Linked DNA regions of Mus musculus: region 1 is linked to region 2. A link is a contact called in public HiChIP or PLAC-seq data. All regions are on one chromosome and are shown on one strand. The core of a region is the stretch at or near the end of the contact, and the rest is flanking DNA. Distances in the headings are between cores, read along the strand shown.

Region 1 (4,036 bases), core at 35-2,534, 790 kb before region 2:
GCCCTGCTCTCTGATTATCAGGACACAGGATCCTCTGGTCTGGTAGCTCTCAGGTTATATAGCAGGGACATTTCTAGGCAAGGACTACACCTGGTGCACCTCACACCATGCTGAGGAGGAAGGCAGCCTCTGGTCTTTGCTGAGGCCACCTGTGCTCTCCCAAGGACAGACAGTAAGGTGACATTTGTTTGCTTTTTCCTGCCCCTCCCTACCTTCACCTCTGCACTTCTGTCCTGGGCCAGCAGTTAAAGAGGTGTTCCAGCTCGGCAGGGGGAAGCAGAAAGTGAAAAGCAGGTGGTTGGCTCAAATTCTCTAGCCAGTTGCATAACCTGGCTTTTCTCATCTTGCAATTGAGGATAATAGGTCTACCTCACAGGGCTGCTAAGAGGCTTAATGAGATAGTATGTATAAAGTGTCAGGCCTCACGTGAGTGGACAGAGAGAGAGAGAAAGAGAGAGAGAGAGAGAGAGAGAGAGAGAGAGAGAGAGAGAGAGAGAGAGAGAGCATCCTTCAAGACTTGCACCCTCTTCACTGGGGTCTTGCCAGGGCCCAGGCTTAGCTCACTTCCTCCACTCCTACCCACCCAAAAGCTAGGGAGGGCTGGGAGGGGGGTGGATAGCGTGCCAGGGAACAATAGGCCCATAACCCCTTCCGGTCCATCGCGTGAGAAGGAACTTCGTGAGAAGGAGCTTCGGGAAGGAAACTCATCTCCCAGTGGGAGAGGCCACCGCCCCCTTGTTGCCAGCCCTGTGGGAGTTTCAGGACCCTCTCTCTGTTCCAGGCCTCGCCCCCACTCCCCGCATCTGTAGTCTACATCACCTGGACTGGCTCCCTACGTGCCTTCCTTCAGAGAAGAGCATCCGAGCTAGGCACCCTGACTCCCTGTCTGCAGCTGGGAGTCCCTGGAGCCCAGGATCTGCTCTCACTTGGCTTTCTGTGTCCTGGCCCAGAGCGGCCTCTATGAGTGCTAAGCGCTGACCAACAGAAGGAGTGGCCTAGTAAAGGAAGGCAAGTCTGGAGACCATTGGGGCCCCGAAGTTAAGCCAGGAGAGATAAGAGAAGGATCCAGCATAGACAGGCCAAAGTTCCTGCCCTTTACATAGGGACAAAGTAACAGCCCCCAAAATGCCTCCCCAAAGCTGACGGCTGGAAGTGAGGACATTCGGATACTTCTAATGCTCAGCTCACCACTTCATGTAAGGAAGAGCATTAGCCCTCTCACCTACACTCCCAACTCTGCAAGCATTTTCTACTGTCAGACTGGGAGCCCTTAGAGACGGGAACAGGGCAGGAAGACAGCTAGCTCTCCCACTCTACCTACCCACATCCGGCTGCTAGCTCAAAGGAACCCCTCCAGACAGGCTGCTAATCAAGAACTCTGGGGCTCCATTTCTACACATAGAAGACATGGTAAGGGTTGGAGCCTGGCTGAAACTAGCCCTGCCCTGGCCCTCCTGATCTGGGTTATATAAACAGAGCCTCAGTTTTTGGTTTTTCGAGACAGGGTTTCTCTGTGTAGCCCCCTGGCTGTCCTGGAACTCACTCTGTAGACCAGGCTGGCCTTGAACTCAGGAATCTGCCTGCCTCTGCCTCCCGAGTGCTGGGATTAAAGGTGTGCACCACCACTGCCCTGCCTGAAGTTTCACTGAAGCTCTTCTCCATTTCCTCGCTGTCACCCCCAAAACTCTGGACAGGAACTCTGCTCCTCTGTGCATGGTCTCGGTGTCACCAGTTCCAAGACTCCCCAACCTCAAGTGTGACCATTGCCAGGGAGCAGAGGAAGCAAAGGCTTCCCAGGTCTGAGTTAGTCACCTCCCACGGCCACCTCCACGGAGTTCTCAGGGCTCCAGCTAGAGGCTCCTAGGGCCTGAGGACACAAGAATGACAAACACACCCACCAACCCACGCCCAGTCTCAGGCACATACACACCTGCCTGGCACGCTGACCCACTTGAATGCACACCTGGCGCACTCACGCACATACACCTGGCTGCACTTGCCACAGAGTAGACCCAGTGCAGCTCAAGCCTTGTGCACACACCCCACCCCCACCCAGGCTAGCAGGGGCTGCGCAATTCCACTTCCCACTTGGCCATGCCAGAACTCTGTCAGGCGGCCCCAGGAATTAGGAGCCTTTTTTTTTTTCCTACTTGGGATTAAACCTGTGGCCTTGCCTAGGCTAGGTGGTATTTCTAACCAACCATATTTTAAAAAATTTTTTGTGATCATGTGTGTATGATGAGCAAGGGAGTATGCCACAGCATACATGTGGGAGTCAGAGGTCATCCAAGAATCCACTTTCTCCTGTCACACTGATCCCAGGAGTAGAACTCAGGTCTTCAGACTTCACAGCAAGTGTCTCTGCCATCTAAGCCATCTCAAAGGCTTAGTTTTATGTATGTATGTATGTATTTATTTTTGGAGTCATGTGGTCCAGGCTAGACTGGAACTTATTGTGTAGATGAGGCTGTCTCTGAATTCCTGATCATCCTGCCTTCATCTCCCAAACGCTAGGGTTACAGGAGAATGACACCTCCCCTCTTCTCTCTCTGTCTCTGTCTCTCTCTTGACATTGTCTTTCTATATAGCCCTGGCTATCCTAGAACTTGATTTACAGACCAGGCTAGCCTCCAACTCACAGCAATCCTCCTGTCTTAGCCTCCCCAGTGCTAGGATTATGGGAATACACTGCACAGCTAGCAAAAACAAAAACAAAAATCCCCCACTATATACATATTTAATTTTAATTTTGGGGGGTGAGTGGGTTTTGAAGTAGGGTAGCCCAGGCTGATACGGAAGTCACACCATTCCTGTCTCATGTTCTGGATAGCCACAATGACAAGCACAAGCCACCGTGCAAGACATTTTAAAAATAATAAAACTTTATTATTCATTCACTCATTTACTTATTTGTTCATTTTGTTTTCTTGAGACACAGTCTCATACCAGAATCTCATACCAGGCTGGCATGGAACTCAAAGCCATCCCCCTGCCTTAGCCTCCCAGCTGCTGGTATTATAGGCAATGGATTGCTTTATTATACTTGGCCAAAGGCTATAACTTTTAAAAGGAAGGCAAAAGAGAAAATGCTAATAAAACCAGTACATGGATTTTACCAATTGGATTGGTATGGTTAAAACGTTCAACAATAGACTGTTGGTCAGACAGAGTATTGAAAGCTGAACACATGAGTTATGGAACATGCCTATAGTCTCAGCCTGTAGAAAGTAAGGGCAGTAGGATCCAGAGTTCAAAGTTAACCTTAGCTACATACAAGGATTTTAAGCTAGCCTGAGCTACATGAGATTCTGTCATTTTAGAAAATGTGATTAAGACATGACTGAGGACAGAAGCGTGTTCAGACAGCTCCAGGTGTTTGAGAGAGTGAGGTGAGAGGCTGAATGGGCACCGGAGTTTCACAGAAGCCTGATTGAGTGGAGAGAGATAGAGAGAGGAGAGAGAGAGGAGAGAGAGAGGAGAGAGAGAGAAGAGAGAAGAGAGAGAGAGAGAGGAGAGAGAGAAGAGAGAGAAGAGAGAGAGAGAGGGAGAGAGAAGAGAGAGAGGGAGAGAGAAGAGATAGAGAGAGAGAGAGAAGAGAGAGAGGAGAGAGAGGAGAGAGAGGAGAGAGAGGAGAGAGAGAGGAGAGAGAGGGAGAGAGAAGAGAGAGAGGAGAAAGAGGAGAGAGAGAGAGAGAGAGAGAGAGAGAGGAGAGAGAGAGATAGGAGAGAGAATGGAAAGAAAGCCCAACCAGCTGGGCGTGGTGGCGCACGCCTTTAATCCCAGCACTCAGGAGCCAAGAATCGTTGCATCAACATAACTTACGAAAGCCTCCACACTTTACCTTTGACACCTGCCCCTTGCCTCAGCCTCTTTACAGACACGCAATTTACTATGACACAGGTATGGCTGTGGCAATGCTACTCCAGCAAACACTGGAAAGGCTGACTTGTGGGTGCAGATCCGCTGTCCCAGGGCTGGGACACCTTTAGTCTCAGCACTCAGGGGACAGAGGCTCTGTGTATTTGAGGCTAGCCTG
Region 2 (4,093 bases), core at 1,427-3,926:
CAAAGTTCTCTATAGCCCAGGCCATATAGGGGCTATAAGGGAAGAAGCTCTCTGACTTGGTCTCAGAAAGGTAAGCTTCAGGTCTCAGCTCAGCCACTGTCTAAACCCTACCCCAGTCCCACCCACAGCACCCTGTTCCCTGGCAGTGAACCCTATGAGCTCTGTGCTACCCCTCATAGCCTAGGGCAGTCGGGCGGGCTCCCACAGCTGGCTTGCGTCATGGGCAGAGGCAGCATTCCTGCTTGTCTGCCGTAGCCTGACTTTATAAGGGAGAAAATGGGAGCCCAGGGCTGTTGGGCAGGATGGGCAGGAGTGCCTGCTGCCCAGCTGAGTGCAGGGTGGGGGTGGGAGGCCTGGGTATGTGAGCATGGGGGTGACGACGCCTAGTGCTGCTGCAAGAGAGGTGGGCAAGAGAGACAGGGGGCAATCTTCTCTGATCACTCATCCATCCATCCATCCATCCATCCATCCATCCATCCATCCATCCACTCGGGCACACACAAGCATATATGCATATGTTCCCTAATGCAGCAACCAGGATGGAAAAGAAGAACCAGCCTGGGAGAAAGATGTTGAGAACGAGACATAGTGACCCCTCTTCACAAGGACTGAACTCAAGAGACACAGACTAGTTAGAAAAGGAGACAAGGAACCCCGGGGAGACAGAGAAGGCAGGACCCACTGCTGTGGGCTGGAATCAGGGGTGTCCAGAGAGTGGGAGGAAGAGGACCCTGCCTTGAGGAAGCTGGATTTTTCTACTGTAGCCTGTGGGGTCTGGCATCAGGGTGATATATCCTGGTTCCAGGTCTGAGAAGGCAGGGTGAGGCTGAAGTTTTCAAGGGAGTCTGAGGGATGCTGGGCTAGATTCTTGGGAGGGCTGAGGCAGGATTGAAGGGCTTTCTGTCTACATTCATTGGTGTGAGGGCCCACCTGAATACAGCCTTTGTAAAACTGATGGGCCAAGTGCCCTGCCTGAGCCGCTGCTATATTCTCTCTGAGGTCACCCAGCCCTCAGGCCAGCTCGCCTTCCCTCGCACCTCCTAGGACTCCCTCTCTTTTCTCCACCATAGTTCTGCCTTCAAGCCAGGGAAACCTGAGGGAGGTTTCCCTAGGGATGGGCAGAGGCTGGGCACTGACTTTTCCTGCTCTGGGCTGATGGAGCAAAGTGACAAGCTGACCAAAGCAGCCTGTGGAGTCTCCACAGACCCAAGTAGCCAGTGTGTATGTGTGTGTGCTTGTGTGTGTGTGTGTGTGTGTGCATACGTGTTCGAGAGTGCGCATGTGCTTGTATGCACGAGCTTGTGTGTGCATGCATGTATATGTTCATGTGTGTGTGTGTACATGTTTGTCTATGTGTTTGTGTGTTGTACACATGTGTATGCATGAACTCCTGTGCACGTTCATATGTGTGTGTGCACAAGCTCATGTGTGCATGCATGTGTATGTGCATATGTGTGTGTTCGTGTGTGTATGCATGAGCTCATACACAAGTGCATGTGCATGTGTATGTGCGCATGCATGTACGTGCTCATGCATGAATTGGGGAGGGATCAGCATATCTGGATAGGATGTGTAGTCGGGTATGGGGTAAGTGAGGATGCTGGATCCTGGGTACAAAGACTGATAGAACTGTGCGTTCAGGATCCCAGTTGGCCAGGATTGAAGGATAATCTACCAGATCTGCCCCCTCCTAAGAACACTTGGCAAGAGCAAATCTGCCTGGTGGGCCTAGCTGGGCGGCTATCTCCTCCTAAATCTCCTCCCCACATACTCTCCATCAGCACATCCCACCCCACGGAAAGGCCAGGCCATCATCTTGAAGCAGGCTCTCATCTTCCCTCACCTCTGCTACTCTGAAGGTGAAGTAGGACAGATTCAGGTCAGACCACAGGGACAATGGCCTTCATAGGCATGGCACTGAGTTATGGCCAAGTCTGCAGCTCTCACTGTTCAGAGCTGCCCAATGGTGGAAGACTGTAGGCCATCGAGGCTCTTCAGTTATCCTCACTTGATTCCAGCCTCCCCGGCCATGTGAACAATAGTAGGCAAGTTACAATCACACAGGGTTGGAATGTAGAGCTGTCCTCCCTCTCAGGAGACAAGACCTCATCCCAGGGCAGTGTTGGACCACCAAGCACGGTGAGGTAATGACCTCATGACTACCATGAACGAGCATCAAGAGACTTCTGCTGGGCTCACCATAGTCTCCATTCCCTCATTCCAAGAACTCTGAGGCCACAAGAACCACACTCGGACCTTGACTCTCTTATGGACTCTTAGGTTCCCTGAAAGTCCAAAGAGGCCAGAACAGAACAGTTTCCTCAATTATTGCCTGAGCTCTGGCTCTGGCTCTGGCACCAGCCTCAGCTGCTGGCCCTCTAAACAACCACTATCAGTCAGCCATGCTGAGGGGTCAGCCATGCTGAGGGGCATATACTAAAGATGATCTCAGAGTATCGAGGCCTATAAGGAGGATGAGAGTTCCCGGAGGAGAGGAGGAGTGGTCTCGGAGAGCCCCTGTGAGCTCTGTAGGGGCAGGACTAGTGTCGGGGCTTCCAGCCACACATGCCAACCCTGGGGCCATGCTGGGCACAAGAGGAAGTAGGAGGGAAAATGAGAGGTTTTGATGGAACCAATCGCTCAGGGTCCACCCAGGCTGGAGGCTGGGACAGGGAGGAAGTGGGGCTCAATGGAGTCTTTGTGAAGCTCCACCACTCCTCAGCCTCAGGCAAAGAGGGTGGGGCTAGTGTGGTACGGAACAATTTCAAGAGGCTTTTCTCTGCCTTATAATTTTCCTCCTTGTTCAGATGGGTGGATTTCCAGGACCTTTGCCACTTTCCCTAACCCCTGCTGGCCAGGCCCTAGTGGGTGTGAGATTCCCATCTCAGTGGGTCCAGCCTGGGATAAGGCCACTGGCACGCAAGAGAAAAAGAAGGGACCCTCCCCAGCCCTAGCAGGGTCTGAGAAGACACTGAGGCCTAGAGAGAGGTTCACAGGCACAGAGGCCAGGTTGGGGCTGAAGTCCCTGTGGGCGCGGCTCCAGAGCTGGGTGCTGTGGGTGCTGGCAAGGAGGTGTGTGCACACAGAGGTGGTGGCTGGAGCATCTGCACTTGCACTGGCTGGGGAGGGAGGAGGGTGTGAGGGCTGGCTGGCAGTCTGCCCGGGGAAGACACACTTTTTCCCTTCTTGTCTCCCTGAGGCTCCCTCTGTCAGGGTCGGGTGGAAGTGGGAGGAGTGGAGGGCCGGAGGGAACGCATCTGCTTTGGCTGGCAGGGTGAGGCGGCCTGGCTTCTCCTGGAGCAGCTGCGGGTGGGCTCTGGGAGCTGCTGGGAAGGGAGGGGCTGGCGAGATGTGGCCCAGTCTTCTCAGAAGCCGGTGGGTGATCAAGTGCCAGTCCTGCCCACTGGGGACTTGGAGATCAGGGAGGGTGGGAAGTAGAGGGTCTAGAGACTAAGCAAGGGTGGAAGCTACTTGGAGAGTGTCTGTTGGGCCTAGCCCCCTTGCAGTCAGGGCTCAGATGTCAGTGTCCCTTAGTGTCAAAGGCCAGCCATGACAGGGGGTATTGCTACAGGGCTATTGGGAAGGTGTCTTTGAGCTTCCTGATCTGGAAAGCTGGGTTTGAAGATAGTGAGTGTGTGAGCTGGGGTGGGGAACAATGACTGGGCCTGGACAGTGATGAACTTAAAAGCTTAGTGGCAGAACAGGCTGTGTTCCTCGGAATAGCATGTCTATCTAACGTTTAGGGAAGAAGAGGGGGAGACCTGGAGGTAGATTTAAGGATCATCAGTTTCCTAAAACACACACAAACACAGACAGACAGGCAGGCAGGTGGACAGACAGACAGACAGACCGACACACACACCTCAACTCAGAGACCTGATCACCTACATTCTCTCTGGTCTCGGTCTTTCCATCTGTGAAAGAGGGCTGAGATGGGGGGAACAATCCATGCCTGGATTCAGGTCAGCCCAGACATGAGTGGCTGATAGGAAGCTGTGGTCACTAAAGTGGGTCTTGAGCATCAGCTTTGGTCCTCTGGTTGCAAACTTGTGTGTGTGTGCTAGATGTGTGTATGTGTGTGTGTGCTAGATCA

The links. HiChIP or PLAC-seq counts read pairs in DNA pulled down with a chosen protein or histone mark.
Region 1: an H3K27ac HiChIP or PLAC-seq map of T-cell acute lymphoblastic leukemia shows a contact between it and region 2, with 3 times the contacts expected there. The contact joins two enhancer-like sites. A contact is called at or near these places in 1 of 484 Hi-C or Micro-C datasets (the G1E-ER4 cell line), 1 of 115 datasets of contacts at active chromatin or transcription factors (T-cell acute lymphoblastic leukemia) and 1 of 9 other capture datasets (embryonic stem cells).

The regions. Positions count from the first base shown.
Region 1 is chr9:57,664,664-57,668,699 of GRCm38.p6, reverse strand. No RefSeq gene overlaps it. Among named protein-coding and RNA genes, the nearest start is that of Cyp1a2, 17 kb to the left of the region's middle. Within about 2 kb of position 1,284, at least 22 of the 459 cell types and tissues checked have an H3K27ac peak or open chromatin away from gene starts, as enhancers often do. A contact at or near this core is called in T-cell acute lymphoblastic leukemia, where this site is marked.
Region 2 is chr9:56,876,059-56,880,151 of GRCm38.p6, reverse strand. All of the region lies in intron 1 of Cspg4 (chondroitin sulfate proteoglycan 4), which reads right to left. Among named protein-coding and RNA genes, the nearest start is that of Cspg4, 13 kb to the right of the region's middle. Within about 2 kb of position 2,676, at least 53 of the 459 cell types and tissues checked have an H3K27ac peak or open chromatin away from gene starts, as enhancers often do. A contact at or near this core is called in T-cell acute lymphoblastic leukemia, where this site is marked.